5 separate regions of the Mus musculus genome follow, and regions 1, 2, 4 and 5 are each linked to region 3. Evidence: chromatin contacts called from public capture Hi-C and promoter capture Hi-C data. All regions are on one chromosome and are shown on one strand. Each heading gives the region's core, a stretch centred on a gene start, on an enhancer-like site or on the middle of the called end of the contact. The rest is flanking DNA. Distances are from core to core; before and after follow the strand shown.

What was found. Promoter capture Hi-C pulls out the DNA fragments that hold promoters and counts their contacts. Capture Hi-C pulls out chosen DNA fragments and counts their contacts.
Region 1: a capture Hi-C map of macrophages shows a contact between it and region 3, with 5 times the contacts expected there. The contact joins the promoter of H2ac8 here to the promoter of BC005537 in region 3. A contact is called at or near these places in 5 of 39 promoter capture datasets (the HPC-7 cell line, HPC-7-derived erythroid cells, cranial neural crest and 3 more), 1 of 484 Hi-C or Micro-C datasets (cerebellum), 4 of 115 datasets of contacts at active chromatin or transcription factors (astrocytes, bone marrow-derived dendritic cells, bone marrow-derived macrophages and 1 more) and 2 of 9 other capture datasets (adipose tissue and macrophages).
Region 2: a contact with region 3 is called in a promoter capture Hi-C map of erythroid cells, with 7 times the contacts expected there. The contact joins the promoter of H1f4 here to the promoter of BC005537 in region 3. A contact is called at or near these places in 1 of 39 promoter capture datasets (erythroid cells), 1 of 484 Hi-C or Micro-C datasets (B cells) and 1 of 9 other capture datasets (macrophages).
Region 4: a promoter capture Hi-C map of liver shows a contact between it and region 3, with 4 times the contacts expected there. The contact joins the promoter of H2bc9 here to the promoter of BC005537 in region 3. A contact is called at or near these places in 7 of 39 promoter capture datasets (the 3T3-L1 cell line, the HPC-7 cell line, HPC-7-derived erythroid cells and 4 more), 2 of 484 Hi-C or Micro-C datasets (bone marrow-derived macrophages and cerebellum), 2 of 115 datasets of contacts at active chromatin or transcription factors (astrocytes and bone marrow-derived dendritic cells) and 2 of 9 other capture datasets (adipose tissue and macrophages).
Region 5: a promoter capture Hi-C map of liver shows a contact between it and region 3, with 3 times the contacts expected there. The contact joins the promoter of H1f2 here to the promoter of BC005537 in region 3. A contact is called at or near these places in 9 of 39 promoter capture datasets (the HPC-7 cell line, cranial neural crest, embryonic stem cells and 4 more), 1 of 484 Hi-C or Micro-C datasets (muscle stem cells), 3 of 115 datasets of contacts at active chromatin or transcription factors (bone marrow-derived dendritic cells, embryonic stem cells and stem cell-derived neural progenitor cells) and 3 of 9 other capture datasets (adipose tissue, liver and macrophages).

What each region holds. Positions count from the first base shown.
Region 1 is chr13:23,569,873-23,572,572 of GRCm38.p6, forward strand. It overlaps H2ac8 (H2A clustered histone 8), which reads right to left and starts at 1,348. Exons shown (of 1, transcript NM_178187.4): 1 at 791-1,348. The coding sequence starts at 1,236. The coding sequence ends at 844. It overlaps H2bc8 (H2B clustered histone 8), which reads left to right and starts at 1,528. Exons shown (of 1, transcript NM_178196.4): 1 at 1,528-1,991. The coding sequence starts at 1,561. The coding sequence ends at 1,941.
Region 2 is chr13:23,621,120-23,623,819 of GRCm38.p6, forward strand. It overlaps H1f4 (H1.4 linker histone, cluster member), which reads right to left and starts at 1,439. Exons shown (of 1, transcript NM_015787.4): 1 at 658-1,439. The coding sequence starts at 1,378. The coding sequence ends at 719. It also overlaps a transcript of H2bc6 not described here.
Region 3 is chr13:24,800,382-24,803,081 of GRCm38.p6, forward strand. BC005537 (cDNA sequence BC005537) reads left to right here and starts at 1,276. Exons shown (of 5, transcript NM_024473.3): 1 at 1,276-2,700.
Region 4 is chr13:23,542,119-23,544,818 of GRCm38.p6, forward strand. H2bc9 (H2B clustered histone 9) reads right to left here and starts at 1,326. Exons shown (of 1, transcript NM_178197.2): 1 at 805-1,326. The coding sequence starts at 1,234. The coding sequence ends at 854. It overlaps H3c7 (H3 clustered histone 7), which reads left to right and starts at 1,934. Exons shown (of 1, transcript NM_013548.4): 1 at 1,934-2,700. The coding sequence starts at 2,367.
Region 5 is chr13:23,737,513-23,740,212 of GRCm38.p6, forward strand. H1f2 (H1.2 linker histone, cluster member) reads left to right here and starts at 1,295. Exons shown (of 1, transcript NM_015786.3): 1 at 1,295-2,019. The coding sequence starts at 1,337. The coding sequence ends at 1,975.

The sequences.
Region 1 (2,700 bases), core at 98-2,597, 1.2 Mb before region 3:
CCCTTTAACATAAGTTAAAAAAAAATAACTTGAAATATGCACATTAATGCAAGCAATGAGTATTAAGTAGTAGTTGAACAGTACTTTGCCATCTCAGACTTCATTTTTTAGTACTTCTACTTTTTAAGTTCCAGTCTTTGAACTGCTCAACTTTCACAAATAATGAAATAGAATTAATCAAGATTGAATAATTAAAACAAATCAAGTTCACTTTAGTTTTAATGAATACTGGCTTTGAGTCTTTTTTTTTTTTTTTTCTGAAGCCAAAAGCCCTTTAGCCTGCATTGGCTGGGCATAGTGGTCAAGCCTTTAATCCTACCAAAAGGAAGGTAGAGGCAGGATCTCTGTGAGATTGAAGCCAGTTTGAACAACTTAATGAGTTCCAAGACAGCCGGAGCTACTAGTTAAGACGCTGCCTAGAAAATAAAACCCAAAATCAAAAGCAACCCTCCATGTCATTAGCAGGGCTTTACCTACCCTATTGTGTCAGAACGTTATGTGCACAGTAACATGTGCAGAACATTTTAACCATGTTGCCAAATAATTACAATTCTGTTGTTTCATGGAAATTGATACTCTTGGCATAAAAGTAACTTCACGGTCATTTTGCTCATATGCACACATGTCCTAGTGGGCAATCTTATGAATCTGAAAAAAATTGACCCATTTATTGGAGAAGCTGGGGGACAATTGACAGGTTGAATTTTCTTATGCCATTGAATACAAATCGGAAATTTTAGTCCTAAATCCACTTAAGGCTTATAGTATTTCAGCACTTTACTGAATTAAGTGAATGGCTCTGAAAAGAGCCTTTGTTTTTTTTACGAGATTAGAAGAAAGATCTTATTTCCCCTTGGCCTTGTGGTGGCTCTCGGTCTTCTTGGGCAGCAGCACGGCCTGGATGTTGGGCAGGACGCCGCCCTGCGCGATGGTCACGCGGCCCAGCAGCTTGTTGAGCTCCTCGTCGTTGCGGATGGCCAGCTGCAGGTGGCGCGGGATGATGCGCGTCTTCTTGTTGTCGCGGGCCGCGTTGCCCGCCAGCTCCAGGATCTCGGCCGTCAGGTACTCCAGCACGGCCGCCAGGTACACCGGGGCGCCGGCGCCCACGCGCTCCGAGTAGTTGCCTTTGCGGAGCAGCCGGTGCACGCGGCCCACGGGAAACTGCAGGCCGGCCCGGGAGGAGCGGGTCTTGGCCTTGGCGCGAGCCTTGCCACCCTGTTTGCCACGTCCAGACATTGACGCAAGAAGGTAGGAAATTATAATTGCAAAGAATTACAACGAAGCGGTACTAAAAGGCCAGACGAGAAGCTACTTATACTCGTACATGGAAGTGGAAAAGCTGATGTGTGATTGGTTAAAACTATCTTTCCTCTGCAGCCAATAAGGAAAGAGGTACAATACAATCTAATTTGGGTAATGGTGTCACTAACTGGCCTTCAAATCAGAGTTGACTACTTTTGAGTCCCTTATTTGCATAGAACCTCTATAAAATGGCAAGAACGAAGCTTCTCCCACATCTCATTTCCTGTTTTATCTTTCTCTTTGTTGCTTGTTTCTACCATGCCCGAGCCTGCGAAGTCCGCTCCTGCCCCGAAGAAGGGCTCCAAGAAGGCCGTGACCAAGGCCCAGAAGAAGGACGGCAAGAAGCGCAAGCGCAGCCGCAAGGAGAGCTACTCGGTGTACGTGTACAAGGTGCTGAAGCAAGTGCACCCCGACACCGGCATCTCCTCCAAGGCCATGGGCATCATGAACTCGTTCGTGAACGACATCTTCGAGCGCATCGCGGGCGAGGCGTCCCGCCTGGCGCATTACAACAAGCGCTCGACCATCACGTCCCGGGAGATCCAGACGGCCGTGCGCCTGCTGCTGCCCGGGGAGCTGGCCAAGCACGCCGTGTCGGAGGGCACCAAGGCTGTCACTAAGTACACCAGCTCCAAGTGAGTTCATTTAACTCACACTCCTAACCCAAAGGCTCTTTTCAGAGCCACCCATACTGTCACTTTAAGTGCTTTGTAATGCTTGGCTTTTGTATTATAACGCTGGGAAATGACACAATATTAGCTAAGTGTATGTTAGTGTGAAGAATATGTTTGCCTCAGTGTAACCAACGCGCTGCCAGATACACTATCAATTTGTAAACTACACAGTAACTACCTTTTGAGAGCTGATTGATGGCTTCAGTCCTTAGATTTTCTTCTCCAGAGTGCATAAGAAGTGGAATGAAATTTTCAAGTTTTCTCTTCATTATTTCAACTATTCCCTTTCAGATGTGATTACATTGTACGAAGGGAGTGCTAGGATAGGTTTTTATGGCATTGTTTTTTTATGACCAATGAGGTAACCAACAGAGGCTAACATTGATGCCAGTGTAATTCTAAACTGCCAGCATCACTCTCCCATTAAAACACTAAAGAAAAGTGTAATTCTAGTATTAACATCAGTAAATTTTGAACCTGTGAGAATACATTATAAAACTGCATTTTAAATTTTAATAAGTCTCAATGAAGGTTATGCTTTGATCTAAGCCAAGTGAGGATCCAAAGTTGCTTTCAGATGTTCTAAGCTGCTCTCTCCTTGATGCTTCCTTTAGTTTCAAGGCAATTGATTGCAGTTATATCTTTTGCTTAGTCACTACCCTGTGTTCCAGTTTCCTCTTCTACTGTTAAATGTTCAAGCAATTGCATATTAGATGAGATCTGT
Region 2 (2,700 bases), core at 189-2,688, 1.2 Mb before region 3:
ACACCACATTCATTTACATTACGCAGTATTCAAATGAGGTTAATAAGATTTCTTTCAGGATTGGGTTAGTTTTAGTGTTTCGTCACGAACAGGAACGTAAACGACACTTGAAGGTCTACTGTCTCATTGGCTGTCTTGTCACTTCGCTTTCACCAATCGGGACGTACGAATTAAACTGCACAAATCTGCTATAGCTAACCTATTTAAGCACGATCGCTATCAAACATGGGGGAACACAGAAAAAAAAGTACTCTAGTTGGGTTTGTATGCTTGATTTCAGCAGTCAGAACTGAGATGAGATGCGGGTGGGGTTGTCAGGACATCGATCCTGCTCTTTACGCACTGAATCGCTCAATGCTTAAGATTCTATCTCTAAATCATTCTGCTATCTCCCTTAAAAGTTATCGACGTGGCAGCCGGGAGTAAACTACTTCATTCCCATGGTCTCTAAGGGTCACTTGTGGGATATGAACTTACCCACCACCACCACACATACAGGAGATTATGTACAGACCTTCAGATAGCTAAGCTAGAGTTAACACCATTGCGCACACCCACATATCCCCAGCCTCCTCTGCTAAGCTCAGCCCACTAAGGTTTGTTCCCACCCTAACCACACCCCCTGTGAATGTGCAACAGCTCTTTTACTGAGAGTTGTGGGTGGCTCTGAAAAGAGCCTTTGGGTTGTTGGGCTTCTAAGCAGTTGGCCAAAGAAAATTTACTTTTTCTTGGCTGCGGTTTTCTTTGGCTTAGCTGCCTTAGGCTTGGAGGTTTTTGGTTTGGCCGCTTTAGGCTTTACCGTTTTCGCCTTGGCAGGGCTCTTGGGCGCCTTCTTAGCCTTAGTTGCCTTTGCCTTCTTCGGGCTCTTAGCTTTTTTGGCTCCTGCAGCTGCAGCTGGCTTCTTCGCTTTCTTTGGAGTCTTCTTGGTGCTCTTCTTGGCGGTGGCTGTCCCCGCAGCCTTCTTGGGCTTCTTGGCTGCGCCCGCAGGCTTCTTCGCCTTGGCCGCGCCTGCCCTTTTTGCTTTGGGCTTAGCCTCACCGGAAGCCGCCTTCTTGTTGAGTTTGAAGGAGCCGGAGGCGCCGGTGCCCTTGGTCTGCACCAGGGTACCCTTGCTCACCAGGCTCTTCAGGCCGAGCTTGATGCGGCTGTTGTTCTTCTCCACATCGTACCCCGCGGCCGCCAGCGCCTTCTTGAGCGCAGCCAGGGACACGCCGCTGCGCTCCTTGGAGGCGGCCACAGCCTTGGTGATGAGTTCGGACACCGGGGGTCCGGAGGTTTTGCGCTTCGCGCCACCTGCGGCCTTGCGGGCCTTCTTCTTGACGGGTGTCTTCTCGGCGGGGGCCGGTGCGGCGGGCGCAGCAGGCGCGGTCTCGGACATGGCGAAGCGTGTGAGGAGAGAGAACTCGAGCCGGAAGCAGAGGGACTGGCCAGGACTCGGGCCGCGGCGCTGCGCCCGCCCGTTTATATAGGGCGGAGCTGCGCCGTGATTGGTGCGCTGTCCAGCCCGCCTCGCTGGCAGCCGCGGAGTGTCCTCTCAGATGCGGAGTTGTGTTTGTTACACCTCAAAAAAAGCCAAAAATGTCAAAATTCCCTACATCGAATTGCCCGATTTTTAAAAAATAATGTTCCCCGAAGTCTCGGGCTTCATGCACATCTCAAAAAGTGAGCAAAGCATTAAGCCTTCTGCCAAAAACTTGCAATATTTCCTGCGGTGTTCAGCAAATTTCAACTCAGAGAAACAAAACTTTCTATTTTCTTCGTAAATTATAAACTGATCTTGGACTGTACAGTTTTCTGACCCATCAAAGACGATTCTCCAAGTGGTTAGCTTCTTGTGTAGCCCAAAACCTTGCCTTTGGCATTATGATTTTTATTACAAATCTGCACTTAAGTGAAGGAAGTAACACAGGCTCCTCCGAGAGTCCTGCCTATTGAGCAGAGGGCATTTGAGTTCATCAAACTGGTTTAGTTCAATGCTTAACAGATTATTTACCATTTTGAGTTAAATTCTTCTCTCATAGGCCATGAGTCTATATATCTATGGTTTTATTTCTGCCGCTTCTCCTAAGTTTTAAAATAATTTCTTAGTATAATTCTTTTCTTTCTGTTCCCATGGGTTGGGGGCGGGGCTGTTGCTTTTCTATTTCTCTGGACAAACTACTCCTTTGGGTTGAGGTACCTCAAATTCAGAGTACTGGGGTCGGGGGAGAGTACAAAACATACTTATGGTGCAGACATAAAAATGACTAATTTCCAAGAAACATATAAATGCTGTTTTCAACGTCTTTGGAAATGAAGGTGGGATTTACTTTGAGGAATTTCTCTTGGGTCTTGCATAGTTCTTCTGACATGTTTTAGGACTAAATTGTAATGTGGTATATTAAAACTAGATAACTGAGCCATTGATCAAGAGAAACACACATGAGAAATATAGCTCAGAACATCTCTACTGCCTTCGTTACAGAATCCTAGCCCCGTTACTGAACAGCTGTTCTCCATATATGGCTACTCCTTATGGAAACATGGGAATAATGTTTCGTGGATCTCCTCAGGGTAAATGAGGGGTTAAGATTTAATCTTAGAATCATATTTGAGAAGACATTCAAACAGATTCAAAGACATGCCTTGAAGGTGTTAAATGGGTTGTTTTATTTATGTAGCTGTTCAACCAAGGTAACGACTAGGAGATCAATGATAATC
Region 3 (2,700 bases), core at 26-2,525:
TCCTCACTCTGGCCCTTCCAACACCCATTTTTCCGCCCACTTCCCCGGCTTTGGCTTTTGAGCATCTCTGGAGCAGTGATTCTCAACCTCCCCATTGCTAAGATCCTTCAGTACTGTTCCTCATATTGTGCTGACTCCCAACCGTAAATTTCTGTTGCTACTTCTTAACTGTAATGTTGCTGCTGTTATGAATGTTAATGTTTTCCGATGGTCTTAGGCAACCTCTATAAAAGGATCATTGGATTCTCCCGTATGGGGTGCGACCCACAGGTTGAGAACCGCTGCTTTAACAGGACCCCCACCCTACCCCACCCCCTAAGTCCAACTACCGCTCCCCAGCATAGCCCAGGGTGGAGCTACTCTCTCCGCTTCGTCATGGAGGGCGTAGGGGGCGTGCTCTTATGACGTAAAAGGACGGGGCGGGGGAGACCTGGACAGCCTGACGGAGGGACAGAGGGGCGGAGGGAGTGGCGGGAGACCCTTGCCACGCCTTAGGACTTTCCATATTGATAAATAGGGGAAATGTGTGTTCTCAAACACCCCTAGGAAAAGAAGTATCTTACTGAAAGCCTAATTTCAAAGCTACTCACTATTTATACCGACTTTTATATGTCACACATTACTAGCTTTTCGGTTTTTCTGTCTCCATAACTGTGAAAACCTTCACGCTTCTTTTCCCGCCTCCCCCTTCAGTTTTTGCCACAGATGGTAGCGTCCGGGGCGCGCGCAGGCGTAGAGCGCTCGGGGCGGTGCCGCGGAGGGGCGGGTGACGCAGCAGCCGTCGCTGCCATTTTAAGTTGTTTGTTCTTGTTTCTTTTCCTCAAACGCGACTCAGCCCCGGACCCGGGAGGTTCCAGCGGCAGCCGCTGCTTCTGAAGCCACTCCGGTGCGGGGGGTGGGGGAACCGAGGCTGTGGCCCCGCGGACGCTCGACCTCCTCCTCCGTTGCGGCTCTCTCCCCCCATCCGTCGGGGCTCTCTCTTGGACTATCTTCCTGAACCGGACTGTTGGGCGAAGCAGGCCTCGGGAGCCGACGCTCGAACCGAGACAACTTTGCCGGGCTCACTCCGCGGACAGGCCGTAGCGCAGGGCTCCCCTCCTTCCCTCTTCCCTCCCGCGCGCTTTCCTCTTCCTCGCCGTCTCCCCCCTCCCCCTACCAACCCCGCGCCGCGTCCTTCCCTCCGTCGCCGCCCGGGGCGCCGAGCCCGACTATGGGGCCCAGGTGGGGGCTGAGTGGCGGCAGCAGCGCGCGTGGCCCGGCCACAGAGCGCAGCGCAGCGGGCATGGAGGGGCTCCGTCGGCCCGTCGTGTTCTCTTGACATGGCTCCCGCCCGCGCCACGAGCAGCGCCCCCGCCGCCGCCGCCGCCTCCTCCTCCGCAGCCGCCGCTCCGCCCGCAGGCTGCGGCTAGACGGCCCACCGACGGTCGGCCTGCGAGTCCCGCTCTCCTCTCCGCGGGGACCCCGCCCTGCCGCCTAGATCCCGGCCTCTCTGTCCCCTTGGGAAACCACCCAGCCGCCCCCACTCGGGAAACATGGGCTGTTGAACGGGAAAAGCGAATCTAGAACCCGGGAACTTCATTCCTTGCTTTTTTTTGGGGTGGGAGGGTGGGCTTCCTTTTAAGAAGTAATTATTATTAACACGATTATTCTCTTCTTTTCCCCTCCTCCCAACTGATCCTTCCTACTTAACTCTCTTCCCGCCTCCTCTACCCGGGCGGGAATTGTTTCCACATTGAAATGAGTGAGAACCCGAGTGATCCAGTGTCTCCCGTGGTGCGAGTGAGTCGCTGCCGCTGAAGGCCAGGGGTTGTGGGTGGGACCTGGGGGTCGAAGGCAGGTGATCCCCGGGCCCGGCCTGGGACGTGGGAGAACCCGCCACCTTAGCCTCAGCCATGCTCACACGAAGATAATCGAACTCCCTACCATCCCGAACTTGAACGGGGTCAAATTTATACGGAGGGCTCCCCGGGGAATGTAGAACCCACCGCAGGGCTAAGGGTGCTTGGATCCCGGGCATTAATCAGGGCTAATCACAGAGCCGGAATAACTATTAATACCGTTTAATAGACCCCCCTTTCCCTCTGCCATCATGGTTCTCCTTGGCAGCAGCGTTCGCAGCCGCCTGAGGGTGAAAACGTGGGTGATGGGGAAGTTGGTAATGACTCCGCTGTTTTTTCTCATGACTCCTTTGGGCAACAGCTGTCCACCCCCGGTATACACTGTAGTTGATTGCAGGGAAACCCTGTACCTCTCCCCTTCTTTCTCTGCTGATTTTGCACTTTTCTCTTTGCTCACCACCAAGTGTAATCAATAGCAAAGCACTGACAGTTCATAGCAGTAGTGAAATCTGAAATAACTAAGAATTAATCAGGTACTACAGCCATGGATCTGGCTGGGTAAAATCCAACTGGGGATTTCAGTTTCATTCACCTACCCTGTTTTGGTGGTTTTCAGTTTTTGGGTTTTTTGTTTTGGGGGGGGTATTTTTTTTTTCCCTGTATTTGGGAAGCAACATCACAATTTTCCCTCCCTTTTCTCAATTTCTTAATCCCTTTTCTGAAAAGGGACTATGCGAATGGGTTTCAAGGATTGGACCGGTGTCAGCTGTGTTTTACTGCGCACCTAAATCCTGATGATCGGTTTTTCATTTTCCCCTCAATGGCTTTTATTTTGGCAGTTTAGCCACATGTGTTTTCCAGA
Region 4 (2,700 bases), core at 76-2,575, 1.3 Mb before region 3:
AATATGGTTTAACTCCTGATCTCCTGATTATTTTTGAGTTTTACCCACCTAATCCCTAAACAAAATCATACCCAGGCTATTTGGAGTTTCAGTTTTAAACATTCCACTTAAAATATTCAGAAATACAGGTTAGTGGCTGTTTTAGTCAGGGTTTCTATTCCTGCACAAACATCATGACCAAGAAGCAAGTTGGGGAGGAAACCGCTTATCCAGCTTACAATTCCACATTGCTGTTCATCACCAAGGAAGTCAGGATTGGAACTCAAGCAGGTCAGAAAGCAGGAGCTGATGCAGAGGCCACGGAGGGATGTTCTTACTGGCTTGCTTCTCCTGGCTTGCTCAGCCTGCTCTCTTATAGAACTAAGACTACCAGCCCAGAGATGGTCCCACCCACAAGGGGCCTTTCCTCCTTGATTACTAATTGAGAAAATGCCTTACAGTTGGATCTCATGGAGGCATTTCCTCAACTGAAGCTCCTTTCTCTGTGGTAACTCCAGCTGTGTCAAGTTGAGACAAAACTAGCCAGTACAGTGGCAAACCATGCAGATTTACTTCCCTGAACTGGAAAACTGAAACATTTGGGTATTTGGCCTTTTGAAACTCAAGGACTGGACCTAGATAGGTATGACAGGGTTCTTAGAACTTCTAAGAAAAAGCATATTTAAGTGGACCAGACAGAACTGATGGGCAATGTCTATCTTTTGATTTACTAAACCATAAGTGTTTGTACACAATCCTGCAGATGAAGTCAGTTATTTTCCCGGTAGTCACTAAGTCAGCATTAAAGCTCCAATTTTGAAGTCTTGAGTGGCTCTGAAAAGAGCCTTTGGGTTAAGAGCTGAGTCTTGAGCACTCACTTGGAGCTGGTGTACTTGGTGACAGCCTTGGTGCCCTCCGACACGGCGTGCTTGGCCAGCTCCCCGGGCAGCAGCAGGCGCACGGCCGTCTGGATCTCCCGGGACGTGATGGTCGAGCGCTTGTTGTAATGCGCCAGGCGGGACGCCTCGCCCGCGATGCGCTCGAAGATGTCGTTCACGAACGAGTTCATGATGCCCATGGCTTTGGAGGAGATGCCGGTGTCGGGGTGCACTTGCTTCAGCACCTTGTACACGTACACCGAGTAGCTCTCCTTGCGGCTGCGCTTGCGCTTCTTGCCGTCCTTCTTCTGGGCCTTGGTCAGGGCCTTCTTGGAGCCCTTCTTCGGGGCAGGAGCGGACTTGGCGGGCTCAGGCATAGTGAACAGAGAATGAAGGTAGGCCAAGAAAAGAGATATTGAACTGTTCCGTTCCTTTCCTGCTCTTTAAATAAAGCGGTGGCTGTCCTTGTCAGAGAGTCTGCAAACGTCAAGCACTAACTGTCCAATCAAAGGAAGCATATTCGCTCAGTGGTTAGTTGCGTAAGTATCACGGAGAAGCGGACCGAACTTTACAGGGCTCTATTCAAATGAAGACTCGTTTCTTTCTTCTGATTGGCCAAGTTTAGCCAATAGACTCTATGAAAACTAGACGAAATAGTTTTTAGGAAAAAGTTGGTTTGATACTGTACTAAAGTCAAAGCCATTTTTCTTTTAAAAGTTATTTTGTTAGTAGTATCAATAAAAATCTCTCCCTAGATACAAAATTCATATATAAATTCTAGCTACATGTAAAGTTGGTTTCCTGTTTTGAAATTGTCTATGAAGAAAGATTAAGAATGGGAGACATCACATACTATTCACCTAGAGCTTCCAGAAATAATTATTGTACAGTCCGGCTAAAGTAGGCATGCTTTTCATTTGGCCCAAGAACCCTTAGAGGTACTGCCACGCTACAACAGTTGTGCAATTTCAATGAATCCTGTACATAGTTACTAGAAAACATGCTAGTGTTTTTCTGAAGATAATTAGGGTTACTCATGCTAAGACATTTGTAAAAGTCATTAAAAGATGTACAAAGTTGGGTGTGCCTGTTCGGTTTTATTTTGGTCCGGATAGTAAACTGCTCCCTTACATCTCCTTAAATATAAAGTAAGGAAAAAGAAAAAACTCAGTTCGGGTAACCAAGTTCAACAAGTAATCCTTGGGGCCGCTGTGGTATCGCCAAAATCTACATAGTATCTCTTATTAAAATGTTTTGACGAAAATGTAACAATTACGGTACTTAATGGTAACAATGTGGCTGAGGAAGCAATAGTTAACAAAGAGGAGTAAGCCAGGTAATAAACCAGATTTCTATTGGTCACAAATTTGAAGTTGAGACCTGTTATCCAATTACCAAGTACTTCCGCATACATCATAGGCATTTGAAGATTTCAACCAATCAGGAGCATGTTCCTTCTATAAAAGGAACCCAGAACCTAACCTCTGCATTTCCTATTTCTTTGTAGAAATGGCTCGTACTAAGCAGACCGCTCGCAAGTCCACTGGCGGCAAGGCCCCGCGCAAGCAGCTGGCCACCAAGGCCGCCCGCAAGAGCGCCCCGGCCACCGGCGGCGTGAAGAAACCTCACCGCTACCGTCCCGGCACCGTGGCGCTGCGCGAGATCCGGCGCTACCAGAAGTCGACCGAGCTGCTGATCCGCAAGCTGCCGTTCCAGCGCCTGGTGCGCGAGATCGCGCAGGACTTCAAGACCGACCTGCGCTTCCAGAGCTCGGCCGTCATGGCTCTGCAGGAGGCGAGCGAGGCCTACCTTGTGGGTCTGTTTGAGGACACCAACCTGTGCG
Region 5 (2,700 bases), core at 45-2,544, 1.1 Mb before region 3:
TATTAATTATACTAGCAGAGAGTTTATCTTGTATTTTCTCTAACAACAAAACCATGTTGTAGTTATTGAAATATGAAGCTGAAAACCTTAAGCTAACAAAGCAAAGTTGACTAGAATGCAGATTGCCATATTCCGAGGAACTGAGAAGAGATGACATACAGCTGTCCACTATAGATGACATGATAATTTGTACTTATCTTGTCTCTTATCTTATTGGTAAAATTGGTTACATTTTCTATTTCAAATATTTAGCTTGTTCAAATCTATGCCAAAGGTAACCTTTGGAAAGCCAGTAAGTTTACTGACATCTGCATCTCATAGTCTCCAAGTCTAGAAGGTCCTCCTGTACTAAGACAAACTATTTTCTAGATTAGAATTCCCGTGCACTGAAACTTATATCTGTATTGCTGCCAAATAAGCAACTAAATCCTCATCACTTTAAAAACAGATCTTTCAAAGACTCTAATTTGGCATTTGGGGGAGAGGAGGGCTCATATAGACTTTTAGGGTTCCTTTCCCTTCTTATTATCTTTATTCTTCAGAGCTAGACCCCTACCTTGCAAAACTCAGAGGGGAACCAGGAGCTTTAAAAATATAGCCCAAGGTCTCCCTTTATAGAAGTCAATGGGGTGCCCCGCCCCCACCAATGTAAAGCATTTTAAAGTCAGTGTCTTTAAATCAGATATTTAAGTCCTAACCCCCCCCACCACATTATACACCCCCAAGGCCTATGAACCCCCTCTCAATTTACCCCAAGTGTTTTATACTGGAAATCCCAGTCCTAGTCCATAGTTGTGGTGGGTCTGTAATCAGAAGTCACTAAGGACTTGTGTTACTTCCCTTGCGAAGAAACAGAATAATTGTGAAAATTTAGGCGGAAATCGTTTCATTTTTGTCCCTAAATTAAGGGAAGGATGTGCTCTATAATCCCTGAGAAAAAGAACTTTCAAGGGCAAAGGAGCGACCAGGTAATTTAGAAGAAAAACAGAAAGTGGTCTCTATCTACCCCGGACTTCCTTTGGAGTTGGGGGAATTAGGGACTCCTAGGCGCGTTGTCTTTAGGGATGAGGAAAAAATAAACATATATCCTGAAGCCTGAGACTTCTCGGATCCTTTACCGACCAAACTCGAGAGATTTGGTGCAAGATATTTTAATATTTTCTCCTTTTTGTGAAGTGTAACAAACACAAGTTGGGCGCAGCGCGGCTGCTCAGAGCTTGCCAGGCAGGCCGCTGGAGCACCAATCAGCGCGCGCCTGCGCTCTATATATACAGCGCCGGGCCCGCGCTACTCTATCGGCGTACTGCCACTAGTTCCTGACTTCCAGAGACTCATCATGTCTGAGGCTGCTCCTGCTGCCCCCGCTGCCGCGCCCCCTGCGGAGAAGGCGCCTGCCAAAAAGAAGGCCGCCAAGAAGCCCGCCGGGGTGCGCCGTAAGGCGTCCGGACCCCCGGTGTCCGAGCTCATCACCAAGGCTGTGGCCGCCTCCAAGGAGCGCAGCGGCGTGTCCCTGGCTGCGCTCAAGAAGGCGCTGGCGGCCGCGGGGTACGATGTGGAGAAGAACAACAGCCGCATCAAGCTCGGCCTGAAGAGCCTGGTGAGCAAGGGCATCCTGGTGCAAACCAAGGGCACCGGTGCCTCCGGCTCCTTCAAACTCAACAAGAAGGCGGCTTCTGGCGAGGCCAAACCCCAGGCTAAGAAGGCAGGCGCGGCCAAGGCGAAGAAGCCCGCGGGAGCAGCCAAGAAGCCTAAGAAGGCGACTGGTGCTGCCACACCCAAAAAGGCGGCCAAGAAGACCCCGAAGAAGGCGAAGAAGCCCGCGGCGGCGGCTGTGACCAAGAAAGTGGCCAAGAGCCCAAAGAAGGCGAAGGTCACCAAGCCCAAGAAGGTCAAGAGCGCGTCTAAAGCCGTAAAGCCAAAGGCTGCCAAGCCCAAGGTTGCCAAGGCCAAGAAGGTTGCAGCCAAGAAAAAGTAGGCTGCCTCCCCTAACAATCCAAAAGGCTCTTTTCAGAGCCACCACTCCCACTTAAGAGCTGTGACATTTGTGTGATTAATGAAGCAAGGTTGCAAGGGACTCGATCCCGGCAGCACTCGCTCCCCCGGTGGGATGGGTGGGGTTGCGTGTCCCACCTAGACTTGTTTGTGCTGGGCTGCTCAGGAAGTGCTATGGGCTGGAACACCCTCCCACGGCTGTCAGCAGCAGAAAGCAACCCTCGGCGCTAGTTCGTATTGGACTGCAAGGTGATTTGAAAGTTCCGCCCTGCTTGTGGGTTGGCTCACTCCGGCCCAGGACTCTAGTTCTTCGTTTGATTGGGCGCCATCCCGAAGTTTGAGCTTCCTGCCTGGAGAAACGCATCCGGGGCTTGTAGGTGGCTTCTATGCTCAGCCTCTTGTGGGGGTTAGCCTGGAAGTTTGGGAGAAGGTGGGGTGCTGGCGCCAACGAACTGCCTTCCTTAATATTAAAGACATGGGGTAGCTGCCGGAACGACTAGCCTGCACAGTTAAGTTGGACTCGGGACTGAGACGATTGCTTCTCGTACTTTCGGTTTGTTTGCCACAGCGATGGAGTTGTGGGTTGAACTGCGTCACAACCTTTTGTCAGCCATTTTTTTTTCAAGTTTTTTACCATTACCAATTACACTTGCTTTGCCTTATTTTGATCAGCATAGTTGTAGATTAACTTTGTTTTGCCTCAGCTTC